Linked DNA regions of Sus scrofa: all the other regions are linked to region 2. A link is a contact called in public Hi-C data. All regions are on one chromosome and are shown on one strand. Each heading gives the region's core, a stretch centred on a gene start, on an enhancer-like site or on the middle of the called end of the contact. The rest is flanking DNA. Distances are from core to core; before and after follow the strand shown.

Region 1 (3,913 bases), core at 165-2,664, 240 kb before region 2:
TATATAAACATAAAGATTATTCTACAGGAGCCTAAGGGGCACGTCTGTTGTCAACAAAGGCTTAGGACTTGGATTTTCCCCGCTAAAACCACCAGTACAGACGCATGAACATGGACACACGAACACACAGTTCTTTAAACCAACGCGGTTGAGGAGCTGCCCCAAAGTTAAGAGCCAAATAATCCAACAAACAACCCATTTTAAAAGCGAGAGAAACTGACAAGAGCGGGCACAGAAAGGAGAGAGTTCACTTCTTTCGCTCCTTGCCTCTCGTCTCATCCAAGTAGGGTGGGGGTAGGGGGTCCAAAGCTTTGTTTCGGGACATCTGTGCCTCCTTGCTGCTCAGGCCCCTCCCCTGCCACTCTCGGACCACAGCTGGGGGAGGAAGGTGGACAGAGAAAGGACAAAGTATCCCCTCGCCTCTCCAGCGCCCGCAGCCCAGTGGCGTCTCCGACGCTCCGCGTTTGGCTCCCAGGTAGACGCGCCCCGGGGGCTGTCTGCAATTCCAGCCGCCCGCCTCCCTTAACTCGCTCTTCCTCCTCCCCTGCCCCTGCTCGGGTCCAGGCTTTAAATACCCCTCTTCAAACTGTGACGGCGGCGGCGACAGCAGCTGGAAGCCGGGGCTGTCCCTTCTTCCTCCGTGGCCCGCGCCTGGCTGCCCCCGGGTCCCCGGGCGGAAAGCAGCGTCGAGCCTCCCTAGCGCCCCTTTCCCTCCTGGCGTCTCGGCGCTGTAGCTGCCCAGAGACACGCGTGTGCGCGGGTCCGATTCTACACGCCCTGAGAACAGGGCGCCTGGGTAGCCCAGGCAAGGAGTGTGTAATCGCCGTAAAAGCCCACTCCGGAGGAAGGAGCGACTCAGAGCAAAAGCCACCGAGACGGAGAAACGCAACAATTACCGTCAAGACCAATCCACGCCCGCTCTCCCCTCCCGCCCGACTCGGGGAGGCCGCGGGACGCCGCAGCAGCCCTGGCTGGAGGAGGAGACCACTCGCTGGACACCCCACCCCTGTAGGATACACACAGCAAGAGCCAGGGGTGGGGCGGGGCCAGGGTGGGGCCTCGCGGGGTTGGGCCAATCACGCGCATTCGTGCCCTGCCGGACAGCGGGCGGCGCCAATGGGCGGGAGGCACCCGTCCTCCTCGCACTACCACCCGGTCCACGTCTTCCACAGTACACAATGGCCCCAGAGGAATGGCCCCGTTCGCCGCACTTCCCAAACAGAAAGGGATTCAGTGGGAAATGGGGGGATCGGACTCACCCGAGAGCGAAAGTAGAAAAGGGAAAGGAAATGGAAGAAAGGAATCAAGGCACTAGGGAACTGACCAATAACGAGTGGGCGGGTGGGCGTGAGCCTTGGGAACCCGAGCCAAAGCCGACTCCAGCTAAAAGGCGGGACTTCCTGCTTCGCTCACCTTCCTAGTCTTTTGTTTCATAGCAACAGAGTAGTGGCTGAGAGGGTGTTGCTTCTTTACTCTGGGCGTGTCCAAGGCTGAAGAATTCATCTCCCTAGGGCTGCCAAACTCTTCTACCCAGGACAGCAACCAAATAGGCCTAAGGCATTGCTTCTTGTTGGCTATCAAAAAAGAGAAACAGTCAGCTTTCTAAGATGAGGTATAAACCTTTCATAAAATAGACTAGGGTTAACACCTGATTACCGACCAAAACTTCTGGCTGTTTCCCTTTTACTGTTAGTTCTGGAGGAATTGCTGATCAAATATCAGGATGATGAAAAAGTAAATAGTTGACAACGTTGGCTAAATTGTCTCAACTAATCATGCCAGGGCAGTAAAAGCACCAGACCATAAGAATTTCTAACATATATATTGCACATTTTTATTTAGTACGAGTTGCTGTATAAATGACTGAAGAGGAAATAGCTTTTGTATTTTGTCTGAGTCACCTTTACTCTGTGTTTGCCATTCTCTCCCAGCATTTGAAATCTCTCTGTGGCTCCATACCAATGTCTTTAGAAGTCCCACATCTGGCTTGTCCTAGGAGGAAAAATCTACTGTGTTGGGACCGTTTTTCAACAAGATCATAAATTAAACGAATGCCTTATATTTCTATTTCACTTCAGTTCTACCACAAGTACTACTAACAATTGCTTTGAATTGTCATGCTTTGGAATTTTCTTTACACTACAGTTGGTAGTGTTGAATACACTTTACACCTTTGGCTTCTCAGATGTGATAATTTATGTCTTTTAATATATACATATTTTTATTCTTCCTCTAACCAGTTAACCTGATAAAATGTTTCTCAAGGGTTCTAACCACTGTCTAGCTAAATAACCATTTTAGTAATGGGATAGTTACTGTCAAGGATCCTGAGTTGTTAAAAACATTCTTTACAGCCCTAAATTCAGATGGTTATGATTTTCACTTGATGAAAACAGACAAAATGTGCTCTTTGCAACTAGTCAGATGATAAAATGTGGTTCTGGAAGTAATTTTCTTTTTTGCCATTATTTCTATGCCAGTAATTAAAGAGTAGTTCCTTGTTTTCACGTTGTGTTTATCTACAAAATACTGGTCTTTCCATATCTTGTCCAACCATGCATATCTTCTTTACTTATGTAACAGTAGCTAAATTTACTAAAGGGAGACTGGCAAAAGGAAATATTTATTTGGTCACCTTTTGTTTGTTGTTGTTCTTGTTATTCTTTTGTTTGTGTAGGGCCGCACCCTTGGCATATGGAGGTTGCCAGGCTAGGGGTTAAATTGGAGCAGTAGCCACTGGCCTACTGCACAGCCACAGCAACGCTGGTTCAGAGCCATGTCTGCAACCTACACCAATGCAATGCCGGATGCTTAACCCACTGAGCAAAGCCTGCAAATCTGTGTCCTCATAAATACTAGTCAGATTCATTTCTGCTGAGCCATGACGGGAACTCCTGGTCACCTTTTAAATAAATCCAAAAAGAATAAATGTGTAGGAGGTTTTTCAGCACGTAGGAAAAGAGTGCTTTAAAGGAACATTATAACTAAGTGCATTACTCATATTCATATCCAGATAAAAGTAGAATAAGCAAAATACATGTTATAGCATGTGACATTCCTTTGATGTTAGTTTTGCAACTGAGATGACTTGATGAGAAAATGACACTGGCTGTGATATCAAGCATATATTGATACAAATTATAAGTTTTATGATATAAGATATATATGTATATACACACATTATATATATATAAATATATATATATATATATAATGTCAAGAAACCATATCTTCATTCTCTACTAGCTTTGTATCAAAGCCATCTTGAGTCCAAGTTGAGTTCTGGTGTAGTAGGTTTGTATCCACATGCTCCCTGGGAGATAACCATCGGAACCCAAAATAGGAATCAGAATTTGCCTGAACACCAGATCAGAGCAGTGTCTGCCACCTACACCACAGCTCATGGCAACACTGGATCATTAACCCACTGAGAGAGGCCAGGGATCAAACCTGTATCCTCACGGATGCTAGTTGGGTTTGTTACCACTGAACAACTATGGGAACTCCAGGGAAAAAAAATTTTTTAAAAAGAAGACAAATATTTGGGAAAATATTTAGATTTCTTTTCCATTCAGTTCAATTTTTCCTCTTTTCTTTTTTCTACTTTCACCAAATTCCCAGGTGACACAAGTGATAGGTTGATTAAATAACAAAGACTTTCCATAACTTATTTGATTTATAATAGCTATTCAAAAATATTTGGTGAATGAATGGATTGACTAGGTATTGAAGAGGAAGTATAAGGTTGTCCCTGTTTCAGTGCAATGGAGAGTCCGCTTTATTCACAATTTCAAACAAGATGCTATTTTTCCTACAAGATAAATTTACAGTGCCCCTCTAACTCAAAATCAGAATGACACAACGCAAAACAGTTATCTCCCAGGGAGCATGTGGATACAAATTTACGCATTAG
Region 2 (4,059 bases), core at 157-2,656:
TAAAATTAAAATCTGAAAACAATCCAAATGTCCAAAAATAGGGAACTGGTTAAGTAGATTGTGGCATGTTTCATTTGATGGCATAAAATGAAAATTAATACTACTAATACACACACCTATATACACACATACTGTGATAATAACTTTAGAAAATATGAATTTAAAACATGCACACATTTATTCACATGAAGAATTATTGTTGATTAAGATGGTGAAGAGGTTATGGGAAACTATTTCACTCTACTTACTGAACTGCAACATTATTTCCACAACTGGACTTCTTTTCTAACCTGTTTACGTTTTCACCTGGTAGTTCACCATTATCTGTTTTCAGCCTTAATTTCCTTCAACGTCAAAGTTACCTAGCAGAAAAGGGAGTCTATTAATTTGCCTTTTATCTAACACACATCATCTACTACAATTCATTGATGCCACAGCCTGTGTTGCCCTAATGTGCAGTAAATATTTTCATGAAAGCATGTAGAAAACCCCCAAAAAGGAATATTTTGTGTCCCCTCCATAATGAGAATAAGAAAAATTTAAGTCCGATAGGAAACTCTGCTTTTTACAAGGAATAAGGATCTTGGCTAAGATGATAGAAGGAATTTTGACTCTAATTTTTCTTTTTTCTTAATATCAACACTTTTCAGATTTTTTTTTTTTTTTAAGTTGAGAATTTGATGAGTCCATACAGTGAAATGGATTAGAACTGACATAGTAAGGACACATGAGACAAAGAATCGCCCAGAACTTTATCATTTTTCTCTAAGTGGGAAGTTTCCCCCCCACCAAATCAGAGATATCCCTGTTCTCTTTTAACAGAGAATTGAAGCCAATTCTGAGATCTTAACCAAAACACAGGTTACACAGGAATCAGAAAACAACAACAAAAAACCATTAAAAAATGCAAGAAAGAGGAATTCTTTCATTTGCTTCCTAGACTTTGATGACTCAGGCAGAATTTTGTATTAAAAAAAAATTTTAAAGGTCACATTTAGCATTCAGATATAACAGGGCAATTTCTCTCTGTAAAGGTACTTTTTAACAAACATTTGAACTAAAACTTCTCACTTAAAATCTTCTATTAAATTCTGATGGCACTTTTCATACAAGTGAGAGATTGATAACTGTTTTGGTTCTGTTTTTTAGGGTTTTTTTTTTTTTTTTAATTGACAGGATTTCCAGGAAATGCCGAGCCCTTGTCCTTCTCATTTATTGGTCTGCACCAGGGTAGAATTTTTTGTTCTTTAAATATTCGTCAGCTTAAAATGTTAAGAAAATTACTCATAGCTCGTAGGAAAGTTTTTTTTTTTCCCCTTTTTCATTCTCATCAGATACTGCCAGGAATTCCTGGGATGTGCCTGCTTCAGCCAGACTGACCCTCATGGAGGCACTTTTTATCCCGTGGAGAGCTGCCAGTCTCACAAAGACATTCCAGTAGTTTGCTCAAGACTGGTTTACCCACTCTCAGCCCAGCATCTGATACCAAGCTGGAGAGCATAACTTTTTATGTACTTAGTGTATGTAAGAGCAGCTGCTGCCTTGGTGTATGTGAGACTTTTAAGGAACACATTCACGTGGCTTGATGGCAATTTATTAAATTGCTGGTTCAGCACACTCGGTCAATGGCTGGGCCTCGATGCACACACAGCACCAGTTCCATCCTAGATCATAGTGCCTGGAGCACGTAGGGCCCTTATTGAGACTCCTAGGACAAACAGTGGGATTTTATAAAACTCAGCACTCTCTTCTCAAGCAGAGGCACACTGATTCTTCACTCGGAGAAATTCCTGGATTTAGATTAGAAATTGGATTATAAACTGCCTTCAGGCAGGCGAAGCAGCTTTAATCAGTTAGGCCAGATGCTTCCATCCCAGAGGAATAACTGCTGAACAAGTGAGAAAAAGTTCATTTCCCAGGCTAGCCCCTTCTGTGTCATATGAACCTCAATATATATTTTTCATTATCTAGTTGTCTAGGGAACAAGAGTACTACCAAGGGAATTTGCAAAAGCTAAACACAAGAACAAAAGCTTACTTGGCAGCACTGGGTATCATAAGTATAAATTCTTGACACACACACACACATGCACGCACACACACTAGTTTAAAAATATTTTCTCTGAGAATATTTGTGAACTCAAATGAGTTTATAGTTACTTTTTCCATGCAAAAAATAAGCTTTTTAGCATGCCGAAAGAATCTGTCCTTAAACCAGTTACATACTTTATATATTTTCTAGAGACATTTTTTGAATTTTCAGGCTTTCTCTGGTATATTGTCAGAACTCTAATAAAAACACAAGTGCTCCAGATGTCTCAGTGTTTGCTTAAAATTATAAATGGGAAAAAAAGACTATAAAGAAAAGAACAATGAAGGCAATTGGTATTTGTATAAAATATTAGTTTCATCTGCCCAAGGTTTCAGAAGATTACAAAGCCTGCTTTGTGTGCTTGTATGTAAACATTTTAATGTAAACATTTATTTAGGAATCTTCATAAATAAAGTAGAAATAATGTTTGTTTTTTTAAATGTTAAATTATAGTTTTCTATGAGGAAAACCAGTAAAGATTGTTCCATTCATTCACAAACAAAATATCAAAGTTAAGTTTTGTTTTTTTCCATTGACCCTTAAACATGTGATAAAACTTTTGGGGTATCATATTTCTCATTCCAAAGGTCAGGTACAATCTTCACAAGCCCTCCAAAGCTTGAAGGAAAAGAATAACCAATGTAGTGTGTATTTTATGGCTTTAGTGTAGCATTTTGTTTATTTATGGTGTTTTATTTTGTTTTCCCAGTCTTTTCTTTAGAGTACAGATTTGCAGTAGGAGGTATTTGAACTCTCCATTTTGGTAGTATAGGTTAACCATTTGATAATTATACAGCAAATTGAAGGAAATAGTTAAGAAATATTTTTTAAAAATTAATTCTTGGAATTCAGAATAAATCCTTTACTTCATCTGCCAAGAGTTAGTGCATACTCTTAAACACATGGATCTCTCAGGGGAGTTCCCGAGGTGGCTCAGTGGTTAACGAATCAGATTAGGAACCATGAGGTTGCAGGTTCGATCCCTGGCCTTACTCAGTGGGTTGAGGATCCGGCATTGCCGTGAGCTGTGGTGTAGTTTGCAGACGCTGCTCAGATCCCATGTTGCTGTGGCTCTGGCGTAGGCCGGTGGCTACAGCTCCGATTAGACTGCTAGCCTGGGAACCTCCATATGCTGTGGGAGCAGCCCTAGAAAAGGAAAAAAGACAAAAAAACAAAAAATAAACAAACAAAACTCACAGATCTCTCCCATATCCTTTTCTTCTCAAGATTTTCCAGCACTAGACAATGCTATACTAGGAAGGAATAACAGCTTGTGCATTTAGCAAGCTAACCCAATGAGGTTAAAATTGCTTTAAACACAAATCTGAGAAAAAAAAAGTTAATTTTGATCTCCTTTTCATATTCTGGTATCAACTAGCTGTGTCATCTTGGGCAAGCTACTTAGATTTTTTTCTGGGACTCAGTTTTTCATCTGTGAGTAGTGTTGGACTAAGTTACTTGTTCCAAAACTTTATATCTTCAGGGAAGGAAGCAGAGTATAGAGCATACAATTAACAAAATCAAGAATTTCTTCACTGGGAGGATTCCATGGGTTAGGAGATGCGACCCGCAGGGTTTTTTTTTTTTTAATCTTTCACTTCCCTAATTACTGTGATCTCTGGGAGATTTTTTTGGATTATAGTTTGAAAAATACTGGGCCAGACATTCTCAAGACCCTGTGCACCTCCACTATTTTGTCATTACAGATGCTGTTCTGGAGGGATTTAAGAATTTAGAATTTTGAGCTGAAAGCAGATTTTATAGCTTATTTAGTTCGATATCCTCCTTTTGAAGATGTTAAAACTAGGAAACAAACCTTACCAAGTTCCTGGAAGGTGTATCATTAAACTAGTCAATCTCGAAACACTTTGCGGTCAGATGAATTGGAATCGGTTCCCTAGGTTAAATGGACTATGGCTGACTATGCTCACTTGCTTACAGGAATTGTCCGAGTTTGTCTCCCTAGGA
Region 3 (4,461 bases), core at 1,653-4,152, 200 kb after region 2:
TGAGCGAGGCCAGGGACCGAACCAGGGTCCTCATGGATACTAGTCAGATTTGTTTCCACTGAGCCATGATGGGAACTCTGAAGTTTTTATTTTTTAAGAAGTAAAGCTGCTGATAAACTAAAAACTCTTTTTTACCCTTTTCTGTTTTCATTTCTTTCCCATCTTTCCCAGACAAATCCAGTACCCTGAACTTGGCATGCTTCCTTCCCATCCACCATTTAAAAATACTGTACCATGTTTGTATAAATCCCAAGCAGTGTTCTGTGCAGTTTTGTGTATTTTTAAAATAAAACTATATGGGATAACATCATGCATATTCTGCATCTTGCTTTCTTTTTTCAACATGGCTTCACATTACTTCAATTTCTTTTCATTTAACATTGCAAAATGTATTTTTGTTGATATAATTTATTTGAAACAGTATTTATTCCATCTTCCCATCTTTCTGATTATTTTCAATATCTTACTTTCAACTTGTTATGAGCCATGGCTTCTTCCCAGTTGGTTATTATTAGTAGTAATGGAAGTAATAATAATAGTAATATCTGTTAATGACTTCTTAACTGTACAAATGACTTTAATTTATTCTTGTTCATTTCTTCTCAAATCCTACTCTTTGTTTTGGGGTTAGTTTCCATGTTAGTAAAGTACATTCTGAAGGTAATAAACTCTCAGTCTTTGAAAGTGTTATTCAGTCTCTCTCTTGAGTCCATAGCAATGAGTAGAGTTCTAAATTGATAATCACTTTACCTCAGCAACAGGATATTATTTCATTTCACTGTTCTCTGGAAAAATGTTTACTTTTAGCCTAATTATTATTTTTTAAGTATCTTAGGAATTTTTTTGAGATATTTTTAATATTTCTATATTACTGATGTTCTACATTTCTTAAACTCAAGAAAATGTGGTCCTTTTTTTGTACTGAATATTGCCTCTCTCATTTTCTCTTATGGAACTGTATTAAATACTGAGTCTGTCCTCTATGATTCAGAATTGCTTTTGGTGTGACCCATAACTTTATCTCTTTGGGTTACATTTTCTATGATTTTTTTCTTTTTTTCTTTTCTTTCTTTCTTTCTTTTTAGGGCCACACCCTTGGCATATGGAAGTACCAGGTTAGGGGTCAGATCAGAGCTAGAGCTGCCAGCCTACACCACAGCTACAGCAATGCCAGATCGGAGCTGTGTCTGCGACCTACACTACAGCTTATGGCAATGCTGGCTCCTTAAAGCACTGAGCGAGGTCAGGGATCAAACTTGCAACCTCATGGATTCTAGTTGGGTTCATTAACCACTGGGCCATGAAAGGAACTATTCTATGATTTTTTTCAAGGTCATCTTCTCCTGGTATATTTTCTCAGTGGAACTTGTCATCTTATAATCTTTAAAATGTACTTATTTACTTTGTTATTGCTTCTAAATTGAGGGGTTATTTCTTTTCTTTTTTTTTTTATTTTTAGGGCCACACCCATGACATATGGAGGTTCCCAAGCTAGGGGTCCAATTAGAGATACAGATTCTGTCCTACACCACAGCCACAGCAACTCGAGATCTGATCCGTGTCTGTGATCTACACCACAGCTCATGGCAACGCCAGATCCTGAACCCACTGAGCAAGGCCAGGGATAAACCCACAACGAAACCTAGTTTAATTCATTTCCACTGTGCCATGACGGGAACTCCTATTTTATTTCTTATTGTTGAATTTCTTCCTACCCTAAACTTTCCTGCTCATCTATGGCAGTTTAGTACTTTCATTGTGATTTCTATTCTTTGAAAAAAAGTTTTAATCATTTACCAATTGAGTATTCATATTTTATTTTAGATTGTAATGTTGCTTCCATTTCTTGGTGTTAGTCCTCTCCTTGCTATGTCACCAATTCTTCCTTAAGGTGATAGTTTCCTCATCTGATATACAATTATTTAACATGAGTTCATTTTTATTAGGATTCTTCGGAGAATCTAAAGTTCTTGCTCTGACATGGGAGGTTCTCTGTAGAGTGGTTTATTTCTTTTGTGTCTAAGGAGCTTCAGTTGTATAGTAGCCAGAACTCTAGATGGGCCCCATGACCCATATCTCCCGATGTTACCTTATGATTATGTTATATTACAGGGCTGTAATGGTTAACTTATACGCCAATTTGGCTTAGTTATAGTCTCTAGTTAGTCAATCAAAGAGTAATCTAGGAGTTTCTCTGAAGGTATTTGTAGATTTGATTAAAGTCATAATGAGCTGACTTTAAGTAAGTAAGATTAGCCCAGCTAGTCTGAGTGCGCCTGATTTAATCAGTTGAAAGGTCTTAAGAGCAGAACTGAGACTTCTCAGAAGAAATCCTGTATGTGGACTACCATTCCAGCCTGCTCTCCCTGCCAAGCTGTCCTACAGATTTCAGACTTTCCGAGCCAATCCTCACACTCACCTATGCCAATTCTTGCAATAAATCCCTTGAGGCAGGTCTCCTTTTCTGTTTCTCTGATTGAACACTGGCAGAAACACTGGCAAAGAAATTTTTCAGATATAATTAAAGGCAGAAAAGGAGCAAGTACCTCCAATCTATACCTACAAAGAACTTATTCTTCCAACAACCTGAATGAACTGGGAAGCAAATTCTTTCCTGGGATGTCCAGATAACAGCTCAGCCCAGCTGACACCTTGATTTTGTCCTTGCATGACCCCAAGCAGAGCAACCAGCTGAGTCGGCTCGGTCTTTGGCCTAGAGCACTGTGAGTTTAAAAGCAGACATTGTTTTAAACCTCTAGGTTTGTGGTAATTTGCTATACAGCAATAAAGAACCAATGGAAATGATTCATTCTGACTTCTGAGGTTAGCATTCCATACCATGGATAGTGTGATGTGAACTTCATCTACTTAGGAATGACCCAGGCTAGAGTTTAAATTCCTGATATGTGACTATTTCTACCCATAACCTCTGACAGGCTGCATTCTTCCTTGTAGTTTATTTAGTCAGTGGGTGAAACATGACTAGTCCTGTTTTTACGAAACAGGCAGCTCTTGGCTTTATGAAGAATCGCAGATTCAGGTCTACATATCTCTTTCAGAATTTTTACATTTCATCCTTAAAAATCTCTTTCATGTAATACTTTTAAAGGCTAGTCTGAGGCTTCTTTAGATAGGAACTGGATCTGGAAAGAATAGAAAAGGCAGAAGTGATCTTTCTTACAGGAAAAAAAAAAAAAGAATTAAGTTTCTATCTCAAAACTTCTAATCCTAAACATGTAAACTTAATTATAAGAAAAACCAGGATCAGGTGGTAGAATATAATATAGTTTCACTGTCACTTAACTGAGTTCCTTGGAGATAAATATTTCAGAATATAGCACTTTTCCAATTTCACAAACGTAACGAAGGGCATTTACTATACATTACATTATGCCCCTTCTAAACCTGGGTCAGTGTTCTATAATCAAAGACAATGGAATTCAGTGTATCAATATTCCTATCAAGTGGATAAAGAACATGAATAGCTTCATGTAAGCTCAGGTGAAATTTCACTGCTATTTGATTCAAGTTAGGGAAGAATTTACCATGAAACACTTAAACTCTAAGACTTGGGAGCGCTTGAATTTTGGAATTTTAATAAGGAAGATGTAAATATTAAGTGAAGAGTTTTAAGGAATTAAAAAAATATGAGATCCTAAGAAGTGGGATAAAAAGTAATATTCTTCCATAAATAACAACAAAAATCTTGATAACAGGGCTTTCCAGATAATCATATAATTTTTTTAAAAGCATCCGGCTAGTCATACTCCTTTTATCCAGGCTTAGCACATGGTGTTTTAAACTTGCCCTTTTAAATTATGAATTCCACTTAGACATGGATATAGCCTATCACTATTAGCACTAAATAAACATTGAGATGTCAAAAAGTTATCAAACCATCAGGTTATTTTGCTATGTGCTATCTCACAGATCCTTTGAATTCTCTTTTCCTTGGGGATAACAGCCAGTGTTTGCTTATAATTGGACACTGTCATTCTAAAGGGAGCCCTACAACCTCAGATACCAGCATAGTTGAGAGGACTCTGATTTATGGCTTAAGTGAAAAAAAAAAAAAAGCCATTTACTTCTTTTGCTGTTCTTCAAAGGAAATTAGACCAGAGAAGAAGATGCATATAATTCTGGAATAATGCTGAATGGGGAGTGTGTGTGTGTGTGTGTGCTCATGCACATACGCATGCCTGTGTAGCATTTTAAAGCAGGTGTAAATAAATAACCTTTCCAATTATTTTAATTCTTTCAAAGAAGTCAACATTAGGAAAATAAGAAAAGAACAGGAGAGAGCCTTGTAAAAGAGCACAGTTGTCCTCAATCTCTGCTTTCCTGTCACCTTTAATTCCAGAATACACTGTCATGTCTTAAATGATCCTCCACTCAAACTCCTATGTTGCGTATTTGCAATGACAAATAGCTTAAATCTACGACATCTTGATCTTCTACTAA

What was found. Hi-C and Micro-C count contacts between places; a contact is called where the count stands out from the background.
Region 1: a Hi-C map of embryonic fibroblasts shows a contact between it and region 2, with 2.3 times the contacts expected there. The contact joins the promoter of CBLB here to the enhancer-like site in region 2. A contact is called at or near these places in 3 of 47 Hi-C or Micro-C datasets (embryonic fibroblasts, fetal skeletal muscle and fibroblasts) and 2 of 2 datasets of contacts at active chromatin or transcription factors (alveolar macrophages and skeletal muscle).
Region 3: a Hi-C map of embryonic fibroblasts shows a contact between it and region 2, with 4 times the contacts expected there. The contact joins two enhancer-like sites. A contact is called at or near these places in 4 of 47 Hi-C or Micro-C datasets (adipocytes, embryonic fibroblasts and fibroblasts).

Annotation. Positions count from the first base shown.
Region 1 is chr13:153,478,026-153,481,938 of Sscrofa11.1, reverse strand. It overlaps CBLB (E3 ubiquitin-protein ligase CBL-B), which reads right to left and starts at 1,414. Exons shown (of 19, transcript XM_021070494.1): 1 at 1,325-1,414.
Region 2 is chr13:153,238,703-153,242,761 of Sscrofa11.1, reverse strand. No RefSeq gene overlaps it. Among named protein-coding and RNA genes, the nearest start is that of CBLB, 240 kb to the left of the region's middle. Within about 2 kb of position 1,406, at least 19 of the 83 cell types and tissues checked have an H3K27ac peak or open chromatin away from gene starts, as enhancers often do. A contact at or near this core is called in embryonic fibroblasts, fetal skeletal muscle and skeletal muscle, where this site is marked.
Region 3 is chr13:153,042,937-153,047,397 of Sscrofa11.1, reverse strand. No RefSeq gene overlaps it. Among named protein-coding and RNA genes, the nearest start is that of CBLB, 440 kb to the left of the region's middle. Within about 2 kb of position 2,902, at least 12 of the 83 cell types and tissues checked have an H3K27ac peak or open chromatin away from gene starts, as enhancers often do. A contact at or near this core is called in embryonic fibroblasts, where this site is marked.